4 separate regions of the Mus musculus genome follow, and all the other regions are linked to region 2. A link is a contact called in public promoter capture Hi-C data. All regions are on one chromosome and are shown on one strand. The core of a region is the stretch at or near the end of the contact, and the rest is flanking DNA. Distances in the headings are between cores, read along the strand shown.

Evidence for each region. Promoter capture Hi-C pulls out the DNA fragments that hold promoters and counts their contacts.
Region 1: a contact with region 2 is called in a promoter capture Hi-C map of pre-B cells, with 5 times the contacts expected there. The contact joins the promoter of Trex1 here to the promoter of Smarcc1 in region 2. A contact is called at or near these places in 10 of 39 promoter capture datasets (the 3T3-L1 cell line, the C10 cell line, the HPC-7 cell line and 5 more) and 3 of 115 datasets of contacts at active chromatin or transcription factors (bone marrow-derived dendritic cells, extraembryonic endoderm stem cells and kidney).
Region 3: a contact with region 2 is called in a promoter capture Hi-C map of pre-B cells, with 4 times the contacts expected there. The contact joins the promoter of Ccdc51 here to the promoter of Smarcc1 in region 2. A contact is called at or near these places in 10 of 39 promoter capture datasets (the 3T3-L1 cell line, the C10 cell line, the HPC-7 cell line and 6 more), 3 of 115 datasets of contacts at active chromatin or transcription factors (astrocytes, embryonic limb bud and stem cell-derived neural progenitor cells) and 1 of 9 other capture datasets (embryonic stem cells).
Region 4: a contact with region 2 is called in a promoter capture Hi-C map of liver, with 4 times the contacts expected there. The contact joins the enhancer-like site here to the promoter of Smarcc1 in region 2. A contact is called at or near these places in 3 of 39 promoter capture datasets (liver and pre-B cells) and 2 of 9 other capture datasets (adipose tissue and macrophages).

What each region holds. Positions count from the first base shown.
Region 1 is chr9:109,057,059-109,060,521 of GRCm38.p6, forward strand. Trex1 (three prime repair exonuclease 1) reads right to left here and starts at 2,193. Exons shown (of 2, transcript NM_001012236.1): 1 at 2,131-2,193; 2 at 874-1,870. The coding sequence starts at 1,863. The coding sequence ends at 919. It overlaps Atrip (ATR interacting protein), which reads right to left. Exons shown (of 13, transcript NM_172774.3): 12 at 3,205-3,454; 13 at 2,689-2,850. The coding sequence ends at 2,783. It overlaps Atrip-trex1 (Atrip-Trex1 readthrough), which reads right to left. Exons shown (of 14, transcript NR_153412.1): 12 at 3,205-3,454; 13 at 2,131-2,850; 14 at 875-1,870. It overlaps Shisa5 (shisa family member 5), which reads left to right. Exons shown (of 6, transcript NM_025858.3): 6 at 1-734.
Region 2 is chr9:110,130,379-110,133,636 of GRCm38.p6, forward strand. Smarcc1 (SWI/SNF related, matrix associated, actin dependent regulator of chromatin, subfamily c, member 1) reads left to right here and starts at 1,646. Exons shown (of 28, transcript NM_009211.2): 1 at 1,646-1,930. The coding sequence starts at 1,739.
Region 3 is chr9:109,081,046-109,084,559 of GRCm38.p6, forward strand. It overlaps Ccdc51 (coiled-coil domain containing 51), which reads left to right and starts at 1,451. Exons shown (of 4, transcript NM_025689.4): 1 at 1,451-1,522. Tma7 (translational machinery associated 7) reads right to left here and starts at 1,336. Exons shown (of 4, transcript NM_183250.2): 1 at 1,282-1,336; 2 at 1,126-1,181; 3 at 957-1,044. The coding sequence starts at 1,297.
Region 4 is chr9:111,259,455-111,262,857 of GRCm38.p6, forward strand. Mlh1 (mutL homolog 1) reads right to left here. Exons shown (of 19, transcript NM_026810.2): 4 at 2,025-2,098. Among named protein-coding and RNA genes, the nearest start is that of Mlh1, 10 kb to the right of the region's middle. Within about 2 kb of position 1,362, at least 80 of the 459 cell types and tissues checked have an H3K27ac peak or open chromatin away from gene starts, as enhancers often do. A contact at or near this core is called in adipose tissue and liver, where this site is marked.

The DNA.
Region 1 (3,463 bases), core at 943-3,442, 1.1 Mb before region 2:
ATTCCCAGGGTTTGGCTGCATTGGCAGTGAGGCAGGTGGCTGGGGGTGACACCAGGTGACAAGGGGACTCAGTGGCAGGGGGTCACACCAGGCAGAACACCATACACTCTCCATCAGCTGTCTGTCTGGATGTCACTGTCCTTCCCGGGGCTGTATAGAGGGCCACATGTGTTCACTATTCAGGCTCCACTGGGGGAATTTTCCTACCTTTGCTGGCTTGGCTCCTGCTCCCAGGCCAGGGACCTCGGTCTGTCTACTACACACTCTGGTTTCTCCCTGCACTGTCTTTTTACTGTTAGCCAAACATTTTGCCTGTTTTCTGTCTCCAGATGTGTGATAATTGGTGTGAGGTTGAAATCCCTGGTTCCTGGAGGACAGACAACCTGACCTCCGACTGTCAGTTTCCCTTGACACCATCTTCATAGAAATACCTGACTCCTGTACCACAGTCCAGTTTGTCCCAGTAGCAGGGACACCAAGGCCAATGGGTTATCTGGACCAAAGGTGGGGTGGAGGGCCTAGGTGGTATCTCCGGCCCAGATGTGAATACCTCCATATTCCCTGTTGGTTCCTGTTTCACTGGCTGTTTTAGCTTTGTGTTGATTGGTGTTTCTGAGCATTCAGACTCCGCACCCTCATTTCTAATAAATGCAACATTGGACCCGCTTCCCCTTTCTTCAGCGCCTAGGCAGCTGGCCTTGGCTCTACACCAAAAACTATTTCTGTCTACTTCTTGAACTTGTTTCTTCCCTCTGTTAATTAGCCTAACAGGTTTGATTGTCCTGCTAAGAGAGCAGGAGAGAGGGACTGTACCTCATCCCTAGGGCCTGAGCATGGCCAGAGGCCCAGGCTGAGAAGCAGAGGCGGCAAGCAGTCAGTGCTATGGAAGTCTTTATTCATCATATTTCCCCTCTTGACTTACTGCCCAGGTGAGGCCAGGAAGAGTCCATACAGAGTGGCTATTGCCAAGGTCAGGAGGGTCAGCAGGCTCAGTGGGGCCAGCAGCCCCTCCTGTGATGGGGCTTCTGGGACCTTCTCTGGAGGAGGACTCTTAGGTCGCCTGCTCCTGCCATTGCTGGGACTTCCATTGGCTGTGGCCAGGGGTGTAGTAGCTGTGGCAGCATGTGGCCTTAGGTTGGTTGTTCCAGTGGTAGCCGGAGTGCCGTACATGGGCTTGACGGTGCTAAAGGGCCGGGCATGTTCGTCCACCCACTGCAGTAGGGCCTGTGGCTTCCACTGACAGATGCTGAGCAGGGTTAGAACATCACCTTCAGCAGTATGTGAGTCTGTCGGTGCTTGCCAGTACAGGCGGGTGTAGATGCTGCCCAGGCTGTAGCTTTTCCTCGAACCATTCCCTGAGGGGCTGCTAGCTTGTTCCAAGGCCTTTAGGGCAGCGATGCTGTCCACACAGAAGGTACCATCTAGGGGACTGGGAGTGCTCAGCCTAGCAAGCTCTGTCTGGAGCAGAGGAAAGTCATAGCGGTCACCGTTGTGTGCCACAAGGCAGCAAGGCTGTGGCTGGCGCTGCAGGAAGGCTCGGAGCAGGATGGCCAGGTTGTCATCGAAGCGTTGACGCCCCTGTACTTCCAGCTCAGCTTTGCTCAGACCTGTGATCTCACTGGCCCCAGGGCTACAGGCTTTCCCTGGAGCAATGCACAGAGAGAGCTTGTCCACCACACGGGGCGGTCTGGGCACTGGAGGTGGATGTCCCTGAGAAATGGAAGTGTTCTCCAGAGCACGTCTGTGGACAGCCAGCAGGCACAGCTCTGTGACTTCGGGCCGAGACGAAGGCAGGCCAGTGGCTTCCAGGTCTAAGAAGATGAGGGTCTGCATGTGACCATGGGGCAGGGTCTGTGAGCCCATGCTGAACCTGGGGAGGAGATGGGGTAATGAGTAGCAGCAGGAAGGTCTCAAGTGGGCTGAGGTGGGGTGCAGAAAGGCAGCTCAGCCCTTCCCTTCAGCAGGTACTATCCAGGGCCACTAGAAGCTGGAGGGCAGGGTTGTTCTAGTGGGATGGATCCACTACTTATTTGCCTTTTGAGGGAGGCCCTTCCCCTAGTGCTGACTACCTTCAGGGTGAGGGAACCCTATTCTCTTCTGCCTTACCCCATACCCTTACTCCACACTTACCGAGAAGCAGGCAGCAAGGCACTCCGCTGGGTCTGCTGCTGGCAGCAGTGTGGCTGAGGAAGTAAAACTGCCTGGGTCCACCCATAGGCCTGCCTCCTGAACAGGGCCCGCCCTGCTGTTAGCCTGCCAGGCCTGGCCCTCGTGCTGACGCTCCTCCCTCCCTCCCCAAGCACCCCAAAGGCCTTCCTAGATCCATATCTGTGATCCTGCTGGCTGGTAAAATGGACTACTGCCCCAACACTGACAACTCAAACTGGGTTGTCTCTAGGATTCAAATGTGCCCGTGAGCCTCTGCCTTTTCTTGTCTTTCCCCCAGTCCTTGATCCAGGCCTTCCTAAAAAGGGCTGCCTCCTTGGCCACAAACGTACCCCTGCCCCCACCACGGCCCCCGCCCAAAGCTATGACTCAGGGTAATTCCCGAAGAGGGGCAGGGTTTTTCCTCAGGGCAGATCAGTTACCATGGGGGCCATCTCAACTCCAGCAGGAGTCATCTCATCAATTCTTGGTCTGCCCTGTCCCTCCCTCTCAGCCACACAAATCGGACTCAGGAAACAAAGCTTGTGTTCTCAGCAGGAAGTGCAGTTTTAATCAGTGGATATGGCAAAGACGGCGGTGGGAGCTGGCGCCACCTTGTGGCTGGATGCTCAGGCCCTCAGTTACAGTCCATCTCAGAGTCTTCCAAATCAGTCTCCGCAGCACAGAGGTCATCCAGGGCAGCCTCTGAGCCAAAAGGAAGAGGGGTCTGAGGTTAACTCGACAGCGTGGGGGCTTGGAGGCCCCCATGCTCCCTAGCGTCACAGGAACCAACCAGTCCCTTCTATGCACAGGCTTTGCTCCCTCAGCGACTGTGAGCAAAAGTGACACAAAGGCAATTCGGACAGATCTTTGTGGAAAACCATGGCTCAGCGAGGCCAATTCAATAGACACCATCAAATGGGAACCTGTCATACTCAAAGACCCAGAGCAGGAAGGTAATACCCATGTGCCAGGAATGGCTCTGGAGGCAAGGGGAGACTCATGGAAAGGAGTCTGACAGAGGCACACGAAGGCTAGGACAGTGTCGTGCTAGCTTACCTTCACAGTCAGTCACATCAGGAAGGGCTCGAATCAGCATGCTGACCCCTGGCATCACCTGGTCGTACTGATGCAGGACCTCGACACAGTGCACAGTGAAGAGCTTGTCCTTCTGAGATAGGCTATGCAGCAGCAGCACAGTGTCCCGCAGACAGCGTATCGTCTGCTTCTGCTGGTGGGTCCTTGGACCTCCTGCCCGCCGCACCGTCAGCCATTGCCTGTGCAACATCACAGTGAGCGCTCTGACTGCCTAGGGTGA
Region 2 (3,258 bases), core at 396-2,895:
ATTAAGCCATCTCTCCAGGTCCTTAAAAGTTTTTTGTTTTTTTTTTTTTCGAGACAGGGTTTCTCTATATAGCCCTGGCTGTCCTGGAACTCACTCTGTAGACCAGGCTGGCCTCGAACTCAGAAATTGGCCTGCCTCTGCCTCTGGAGTGCTGGGGATTAAAGGCATGTGCCACCACGCCCGGCTTTAAAAGAACTTTTAAATTACATTTATGCATTTACTTTATGTTGCTTATGTCTGTGGGTGTGAATGTGCCATGACAAGCATGTCATTCCAGGCTGCCTGTAGAAGTCAGAGGACAAGTTAGTTGGTTGGTTCTCTCCTTCCATTGTTCCAGTTCCAGAATTGAATTTAGGTCGTCACTATTGGCATTACCCGCTGAGCCATTTCACTGCCCTGCTCCATTTTGTTGTTGAGACAGGGTCTCTGTATGTAGTCTTGGAACTCACTATGGTAACAAGCTGGCCTAAAAGTCAGCGACCTCCTGAGTGCTAGGATTACTACCACCCAGAATTAGGTATGGGTGATGTATGTGTGCCACAGTACACAGTCAGGGTGTAACTTCGTGAAGAATTTCACCTTCTACTTTTATGAGAATTCTGGGGTTCCAACTCAGGTTGCCAAGCTTTTTAAGAACTGAGCCAAATACATAACCTGAGACAACTAGTCTCTTTTGTTTGTTCAGGCAGGGAGGGTTTCCTGTAGCCCTGGTTGTCCTGGCTTTCAAGCTCTATGTACATCAGGCAGGCCTGGAACTCAGAAAACCTCCTGCTTCTACCTTATGGGATTAAAGGCGTGCACACTACATCTTCTAGGCTATCTCCATTTTTTTTTAAGGTCTATAAACTCATCACACCTCCTCACTTGGAGCTTCGTGAACATATCATGTTCACGTTTCCAATACAGCCAATACATTGTTTACAATGTAAACTTTCAGCCTTCATATAGCCTTCAAATGTAGATAAAGCGTCCAGTTCCCAACGCGGATGATAAAAACACCAGGTTGAAGAGAGAGCTACAAAAAAAACCGTTGGGTAATTGTGATCACTTGTTCACTCAGGGACTGGTTTTCTGGAATACTTTTAAAGTGATGAATTTGAGAGAGTGCGAATCACAAAGGAAGATAATGTCCAGGTCGCAGAAGTAGCTGGAGCTAGGCCGACTAAGCAGAAACCATCTGATGTGGTTCGAGAAACATTAATGAAGCCCCAAGAAAGACTAGGTCTTTAATGCAGGTCCCCAAACCGACGCGGCCTCCGGGACTAGCAGGAATTGCTTACTAGCGCTCGGGGGCGGGTACGCGGGGGGGTGGGGTGGGGTGGGGCTCGGCTCGCACTGCACACCCTAGACCGCTTTTTCTAGTAGAGATACAGAACCTCCTTGAGATTGTTGACCGCCTAACGAATAGACAAACGGGGCCCGGAAGAGTCATTCGTAGTGTCTACCAACAGCAGAGGCTGAGGCTCAGTTCCGAGAGACCAGAGGAAAAGGCGGGCAGCCTCAGTCCGTAGGGGACTACCGGCGTGCTGCGCATGCGTACGCCCGCTCTCAGTGCCTGTTCGTTGCAGCTTTAGGGTCCAGAAGGGGCGTGGCCGCGCCTCGGCGCCGGAAGAGGGTTGGCTGGGCGGGGCTAGGAGGAGGAGGAGGAGGTGGCATCTGCGCGCGCGCGCGCGGGTGCGAACGGGAAACGCCGCGAGGGCCAGGCTAGGCCGGGCGGTAGACACGACGGACGGTGACTATGGCCGCGACAGCGGGTGGCGGTCCGGGAGCAGCAGCAGGCGCCGTGGGTGCAGGGGGTGCGGCGGCGGCCTCCGGGCTGGCCGTGTACCGGAGGAAGGACGGGGGCCCGGCCAGCAAGTTTTGGGAGAGCCCGGACACGGTGTCCCAGCTAGATTCGGTGCGAGTCTGGCTGGGCAAGCACTACAAGAAGGTGGGTTCGCGCGCGCCCGTGGGGACCGAGGAGCCACGCGACGGGGGCTGATGGTGGCTGCCCGCTTCGCATGTCTGGGGCCGCCCCTCCCCCCCCCCCTCCGCGCGCCACGAGGGACAACAAAGGCCGGCTCGGCGCTTGCCACGCCCCCGCGGGCGACTAGGCACGCGGCGACCTGGCCCCAGCTGCTGGCTCTCTGGGGCCCACGTACTCGCGTGGGAAGCCCCATCTCACTCTCTCTTATGTGCAGGAGAGGTGGAACTGGACAGAGTCGCAGAGCGTGTGTTTCTGTTCTTTTGTTAGCTGCCTTAGGTGTGTGAACAAAGAGCCCATCCTAATAAAAGTATCTTGAAGTTTTGTTTAGAGACCAGTTGTTGAGCGTCTAGGTAACTAAGGGCTTGCTACCCTATGTGGATTAGTAGGGGACCTTGGATGACTGGCCTTGTGGATTCATGTAGGTTTAAACCTTGTATTGTACAATTGATATAGAACTATTAAAAGTGTTGGTTTTCCACTTCATTGTACTTTAGGTGGTGTGTAAGGATGTGAGTACAAGCGAGAGTTAGGTTTTTTTGTTTGTTTGTTTTGTTTTTCGTAGCCCTGGCTGTCCTGGAACTCACTTTGTAGACCAGGCTGGCCTCGAACTCAGAAATCCTCCTGCCTCTGCCTCCCAAGTGCTGGGATTAAAGGCATGCGCCACCACACCTGGCGAGAGCTTAGTTTTTATCATATATATATTTTTTGCAATGTTAATTTTTTTGGGAAAAGTGTGTTTCCCGTACTTTAGAATGCAAATTCTGCTGAGTCAGTTGTTTTACAAAAGTCGTGAATTAACCCTTTGTTGACACTTTAAAAAGAATTACAACTATTTACTTTGGAGGGGTACACACAACTCCTGTTTTCATGTCCACTTAAGCAAATCAATTCTCCTCGAACACCATACTGGTCCAGGAATTGAACTTAGATACTTTTTTTTTTTTCAGAGACAGGGTTTCTCTGTATAGCCCTGGCTGTCCTGGAACTCACTTTGTAGACCAGGCTGGCCTCGAACTCAGAAATCAGCCTGCCTCTGCCTCCCAAGTGCTGGGATCAAAGGCATGGGCCACCCGGCTTGAATTTAGATCTTGATGCTTGTGACAAGTGCTTTTACCCATGTGTTTCCACCTCACTGGCCCCAATAATACCTCTAGTAAAATTTCACCTTTATATAAATGTTGAAAAATGAATCCCTTAGTTGATATGATGAAACATCCAAAACACTTCCTCTACTCTTAAATTAAGTAGTAGTGGTTACCCCATTGCGGACCCAGAGTGGGTGTTGAGATTTA
Region 3 (3,514 bases), core at 201-2,700, 1.0 Mb before region 2:
AAATTCAAGGCCAGCCTCAGAAACTTTTTTTTGGCAGGGTTTCTCTGTGTAGCCCTGGCTGTCCTCGAACTCAGAAATCCCCCTGCCTCTGCCTCCCAAGTGCTGGGATTAAAGATGTGAGCCACCACTGCCCAAATGGTAGAGAACTTGTCTATCAATTTAAAAAACAACAACAAAGGTTAGAGAGATGGCTCAGCATTTAAGAGTACTGGCTGCTCTTCCAGGGGATCTGGGTTCAATTCCCAGTTCACAACTGTCTGTAACTACAGTCCCAGGAGACCTTTGTCTGGTCTTCCAGGGCACTGCACACACATGGTACACAGATATGCATGCATAAAAAACACCTATATGCTTAAATACAAAAATTAAAACTTTTCTTAATGAGATATTAGGACTCCTGGACCTGTGATTCACTCTCAAGAGAAAAAATCGTGGGCAAGGCACAGAGAGAGCATGGAGCGTAGGCTACAGCTCAAGAGGGAGGGTTTGCTTTGCACAAATGAGTGTGCTCCCCAGCATAGCCACAAAACAAAATAGTACCCAGAGCGAAATACATGCTAAGGAGCCTGGACTTTTATCCTCTAGTCTAGATAGCACGACTCAGTATCATTACTGATAACACGACCAGCAAGTAAAAAAAGTCCTATGTTCTAAGGTTAACAACCTATAAAGTGAATTGCTAGTTTGTAACCAGAAACAGGAGGATACTCAGAAACTTAGCTATATGTGTCTGTGCGGCGTACATGTTGGTGTTTCCACTTCTGTAGCTTCTCCATGAACTGGAAGCCCATGACTGTCTTGAGAGGCAACGTTTCCACTCCCGCCCTCTTCGAACTGCACAAACCCAAGGCAGGGGGCTTGGCCAGAGTGTACACCAGACCCAGTAGTTCACCAACGACCCCCGGAACAGACCTGTCCTGCCCTAGTATACCTACAATAGCTCGATCTTCACTTACCCAGGGGGCCCTTCCCGGCGGCCTTGGCTTTTAGCTCTTCGAGTTTCTTCTGTTCCTCCTTTTGTTTCTGCTTGAAAGCCTTATCTTCCTGCAGAGAGGCAAAGCAGGTTCACTCCAGTCCAGTCGCCCATACCCTCAGCGCCCGCCCGGCCTCCGCTCCCGTCCTCACCTCGTCCATCTCCTTGGCCTGCTTCTTGGGCTGTTTCAGGGGCTTCTTTTTGCCACCTGTGGGCGACACGAGCATGCTCGGCCCATCCCCGCCATCGATCGCCCTCCCATGGTTCCCCATCCATCCGTCCCACCCCCGATCTCCAAATAGCCTTACCTTCCCGGCCCGACATGGCGCCTCCAGCCCCTTCACCAGCCCCTGATCGTATGCCGGAAACAGGACTTACAGCCTTCGCTTATGCCGCACCTATGCGTGGCCCCTGATTGGCTGCTAGGCAGGAAGTCACCCTCACGTATTTTAAAGGATGCCTTCAGGGGCGGGTGCTGACCGGTCAGGGGTCAATTGAGTGGCAGACGCGGGGCTTTCTGCTGGAGCCTAATAGGCTTAGGCAATTCAGGTACGGGGCGGAAGGCTCCTTCTGCCTGGGTTTATCCGAAACCGTGGGAGTGGGGGATGGTGTCTGCCTATAAAGCTTGTAATCCGGCACAGAAAGAAAGCATTGCAGGTGGAGGGGAGGGTACATGCAAGTGCCTTTCCGGAACCGAGGAAAGCTCAAGTGGCGGGCACGAGATGGGATAGGAGATGGCAGAAGTGGGTAGTGGCCAATTATCACCCAGTCCTCAGCTTCAGAAGCCGCGGGAAAAAGTTCGGACTTATTGAAACAATGAGTGCAAGTGTTTGCAAATTCTTTCTTCTAGTTCGTTTTTTTGAGTATGTACTTTGTATAGATACATTGTATTCTGGACTGAGGCTTGAGGAACGCTGACATTGTAGCAAGACAAACCTACCGCAGAGCAAATAAGTAAAATACGCATCACACCTTATGTGACCTGTGTGGGGAGGAAAAAAAAAAAAAGCAGAGAAAGTGGTTAAGGAATGCTCCCTTGGTGGGATGTCATTTTTGCTAGGGTAGTTAAAAAAGACTTCTCCAGGGGCTCTCTGAGCAGGACTTTAGGAAGGCCAGGGAGACAACTGTGAACAGGGAAGAGCTAGGCAGTGCCAAGGCCCTGAGTGGAAGACGGCCTTGTGTGTTCCAGTCCTTCATATGATTGGAAGGAGTGAGAAAGCAGTCGAAAATGGAGAGACAATGAGAGTCAGATCCCCTGAAGCTGTGGAGAAGGCGTTGACTTTTGCCCTGAAGAAACTGCGGGACTGTTGAAGGCTGTTGAGATGGAATGGAGATGAGTGAGGGGTAGTCCAGCCATGGCATGCTAGCCAGCGAGACCACTTTGTATACCTGACAGAGATGGGGGTTGGGGAGACTCCTAGGCTTAGAAAGTCAGCAGGATTTTGCTAATAGATTGGATTTGAGTTAGGAGAGAAAACAAGAGGGATTAATTAGGGTGATGTGAGTTTGTCAGCCTAGCATTTGTACCTGAGTTCCCATTAACCACAGTAGCAGGAAAGATGGATTACTATTACGTTTCAAGCAGTGATACAGTTAGATAATATAAAATCCTGAAGAGATGCTTCAGCTGAAGAAGTGACGGAGGGGTGTGTGTGTGTGTGTGTGTGTGTGTGTGTGTGTGTTTGCTTGCTTGAATGAATGTGTGCAATAAAGGCTTGAACCTAGGGCCTCACTCATGTTAGGTAAGTGCTGTATAATTGAACTATATGCCCAGTTTTTGAGGGAAAAATCTAGTTATGAGTGTGTGAATGTATGTGTATATGAGAGAGTGAAAGAAAGACCCCAGAGGCCAGAGCCATCGGGTACCCCAGAGCAGGAGTTACAGGTAGTTGTGACTTGCCTAGTGTGGCTAAGTGCTAGGAGTCAAACTAATTTATATGCCCTCTTAGCCTCTGAACCATCTCTCCAGCCCAGTTATTATTTTTTTTAATAACAGGTTTACTGATATAAAGCTTACTATATAGCTTAGCTATTTAATTTATATAATTCAGTGATTCTAATACATCAAAGATTATACAAATATTACTACAACCAACTATGGAAGCATTTCCTCCCACTCTTTCTGGGTTTGAAATAGAGACTCACGCTGTAGACGTCTTCCTGCCCAGCCTCCCAAGTGTAGGGATTGCAGGTCTGAGCACCTTATGGAGCAGGCGGAGTCTTTTCACTTTCCTCCCAATGCTGGGATCAAGCCCAGGGCTCCCCGATACTGTACCACTTAGCCTAGCCCTGTGGGGTTTCTTGTTTGTTTTGTTAATATATTTTTAATTTTTACGCATGTATCTGTGTGTCTGCTTGTCCATCCATGTACCATATGCATGAAGCTGTGAAGCAGCAGAGGGAGTTGGATCCCCTAGAGCTGGTGGTTGTGATGTATGTCCTGGGAACAAAACCCTGGACCTCTGAAAGCAGCAAATGCCCTTAACCACTAGGTCATCTCTCCAGGCCCCAAAACCAGGTTTTTGAGTTTGTTTGTTTGGT
Region 4 (3,403 bases), core at 112-2,611, 1.1 Mb after region 2:
GCCTTAGCCAGAAGCAGTAGGGTAACCTGTAACCCCAGCCTTAGCCAGCAGCAGTAGGGTAACCTGTAACCCCAGCTCTCTGGAGGCAAAAGGAGGAACTCATTGCAAGTTCCAGGCAGCCAGAGCTTTCTGTCTCAAAAACAAAACAAAGCTCAATATCCCACGGAAAAATAGCTCCTGATCAGCCCCAGGGACAGTCTTTTATTCAATGTAGATTAATGTGTTAAGGGATCTAGTAAGACCCTTTAGCCTGGGTAGGTGACTGTGGAGGTGGTAGCATCAGTGAAAAGAACAAAACTCATCCAAGCTTTAAAGAGAAATAGTTTCAGGTGAATAGAAAAAATCCTCGTAAGTCAGAGAGCAAGGAGCTTTGGAACACGCGGCACTTTGGTAATATGTGGAGAGAAGGGCTGAAAAGTGTGTCAGGACATTTGGAAGTGTCTTAGTGTTACTATTATTGTAACAAAACACCAGGACCAAAGCAATTTGGGGAGAAGCGGGCTTATTTGGCTTATACTTCCACACCAAGTCGGGACAGGATCTCAAGCAGGATGGAAACCTGGAGGCAGGAGCTGATGCTGAGGCCATGGAGGGCGCTGCTCCCATGCTTGCTCAGCTTGCTTTCTTATAGAACCCAGCCAGGGATGGCGCCACCCACAATGGGCTGGGCACCTCACCCATTAATCACTGATTAAGAAAATGTCTTACAGCCAGATCTTAGGGAAGCATTTTTTAAATTAAGGTTCCCTCTTCTTAAATGATTTTAGCATGTCATAAAACTATCCAGCACAGGAAGGCATCGGGTGACAAGATGAAACAAACCTTTGAATTTTATCCTGCCACAGAAGGGAGTCAGTCACTAGAAGCCCCAGGTGTGGCATAACAAAAAACAAAAACAAAAACAACCAAAAAACCCAACAAAACACAGATGTCTTGAAACAGGACTCCCAGCTCAGGCTACCTACAAAACACTTAACTCACAATTGTCCCTCTGGTTTTTACTCAATCAGACCACCCAGAATTCACACCCCAAATCAAGACCCCTAACCCAGCACTGCTCACTCTGAAGCACTCTCTCTTCTGTTACAGCACACATTAGTCTTCAGGAGACTGAGGGCACAGAATTGTCCTGATTTAATTTACAGACAACCTGCAGGCTTTTCTTTCTTTCTGCATTCATTAGGGATGACTAAAGGTTTCAGCCAGTGCAAGCCAGTGCTTACAGAAACAAAAGCATGACTGTGATTTCTTGAATCCCATGTTTGTTCTGTCTCAGGACCATTTCCAAGCCTCTGGAAACTGCCAGCACAACACCAGGCAGCAGCTATTTCCTGGAAAGCAAGCCAGCTCACACAGGCCCAAGGAGAAGAGTGCCAGAAGCTCGGGAGCCAGCACACCAGCCAGAGACCTGTAATCAGCCCAAAGTGCTGCCCCTCACCAAAGGGCAAAGGGCAGAAATAACATGAGCAACTACTGTGTGCTTAAAATCCTAAGTGCAATGGATACCTTCCTGGGTACTTGTAATGTGTTACAACTCATCTTTTAGGAAGCCATCCAGTGGGGCTGGAGATGGCTCAGCTGTTAAAAGCACTGGCTATTCTTCCAGCAGATCATTCCAGCAGATCAAAGAGGCCAAAGAGAGAAGGAACAGGAAATGAGAATATCTCATTACCTAGAAACTTCCAGAGAACCTGTATTCTATTCCCAGGACCTACATGTTGTGCTCACAGTTTGCAATCATATGTAACTCCTGTCCCAGTAGAGCCCATACCTTCTTCAGGCCTCTCAGGGTACCAGCCATACACATGGTACACAGACGTGAATGCAGTCAAAATAGCCATACACATAAAATATGCTAATTTAAATCTTAAAAAGAAGCCATGAGGTAAGAGAGTTCCACCTCATGATCATCCCTGTGGATGAGTATTTTATCCATAGGAATGGAAGGAAAATCAGTATCCTAGCGGGGGTCAAGGGGAGTAACACATATGTTTAGGGTGGACACAGAAGTCATTATCACATACCTGTACGCACATTTCCCATCAGCTGTTTTGGTTGTAATAGTGACATGGGCCACATGGCTTATGCTTGCCAATGCCTAGGGAGGAAGGGAACCAGATGAAAGAAAACTTCACTGTTGCTTCATCAAGGCAAAGGTTATCGAACTTGCCTCTTCCAACCTATATTAACGTGGCAACAATGAGCAATCTGATGCTGTTTAAGAAAGAGATAAAATCTAATCCACAAGGTAATCATTAGAATAAGGGAAAGCATATGTTAAAAGGAGTCACACCAAACTTCCTCTGTTGACAGTAACTGTATAGTTCATGCTGCTACCACAGGGACTGTGCCGGGCAGTTTTCATTACCATAGCACACGAGATGATCAACTTATAGTCAACAGGCTTCTATTAGCTCGTGGTTTTAGATGACCCACTTAATGATCAATAGTTGCTGATGCTTTTGGTCCTGTGTTGAAGAAACTCATTGTGGTGTGAAGTTCATGGAGACCAAAGCCACTCACACTTCACATTCAGAGGCCAAAGAGAACAAGAAGGGGTTCACTGTTCCCTTAAAGGGCACATCTTATAACCTGGATACCATCTACTAGGTCCTACACTTATCTTAAATAATTTTCTAATAACAACCAACCATGGACGAAGCTTTCAGTGCATGGGCCTCTAGAGAGTATTACAGACTTAAAGGGTAATATATTCTCAGTGATATATCTGCCAAGGAATTAAAAAATGTGCCTTCAGAAAAAAACAACGGGATCTCTCAAAACAGCTTCATAGAAACAATTATATTTTTTAAAATATGAATTTAAAATTGCTCCAGGGTCTGTGCAACATCATCTGAACACCAGAGGCAGCTTCAGCTCACTGAATGAAGCATGGCTCTGCCCGGGTGGCTGAGGCAAGAGGATCACTGGAACCTTGGAGTTTGAGATCAGCAGAGCAGCTCAGTCCCATCTCAAAAACACAGGAACTAGAAAGGAGCATGCTTCAGACTCAGAGATTACTTGGTCAGAGCCGCACTTTCCTGGCTCATATAATCTATCCTTCTCTCTTTCTCTTTGTAGCCAGGCTGGACTCGCTATGTAGATCTGGCTGGTTTCAAACTTTAGATCCTCCTGTCTCAGCCTCTCAAGTACTGGGATCATAGGCATATACCATTGCATCTAGCTTGGCTTTTATAATTTTCAACATTTAAGAAAGTGGGTATGGTAGTGCAGACCCTTACTCCCAGTAGTTTGGAGGTAAAGGCAGGAATATCAGGAGCTTAAGACCAGCCTCAGCTATATACGGAGTTCAAGATTAACCAGGGCTGCGGAAGACCTGGTTTAGACCATAAAATATATTTAAAATATGTAAATGATTTTTGAGACCTGTATAAGGTAAGAG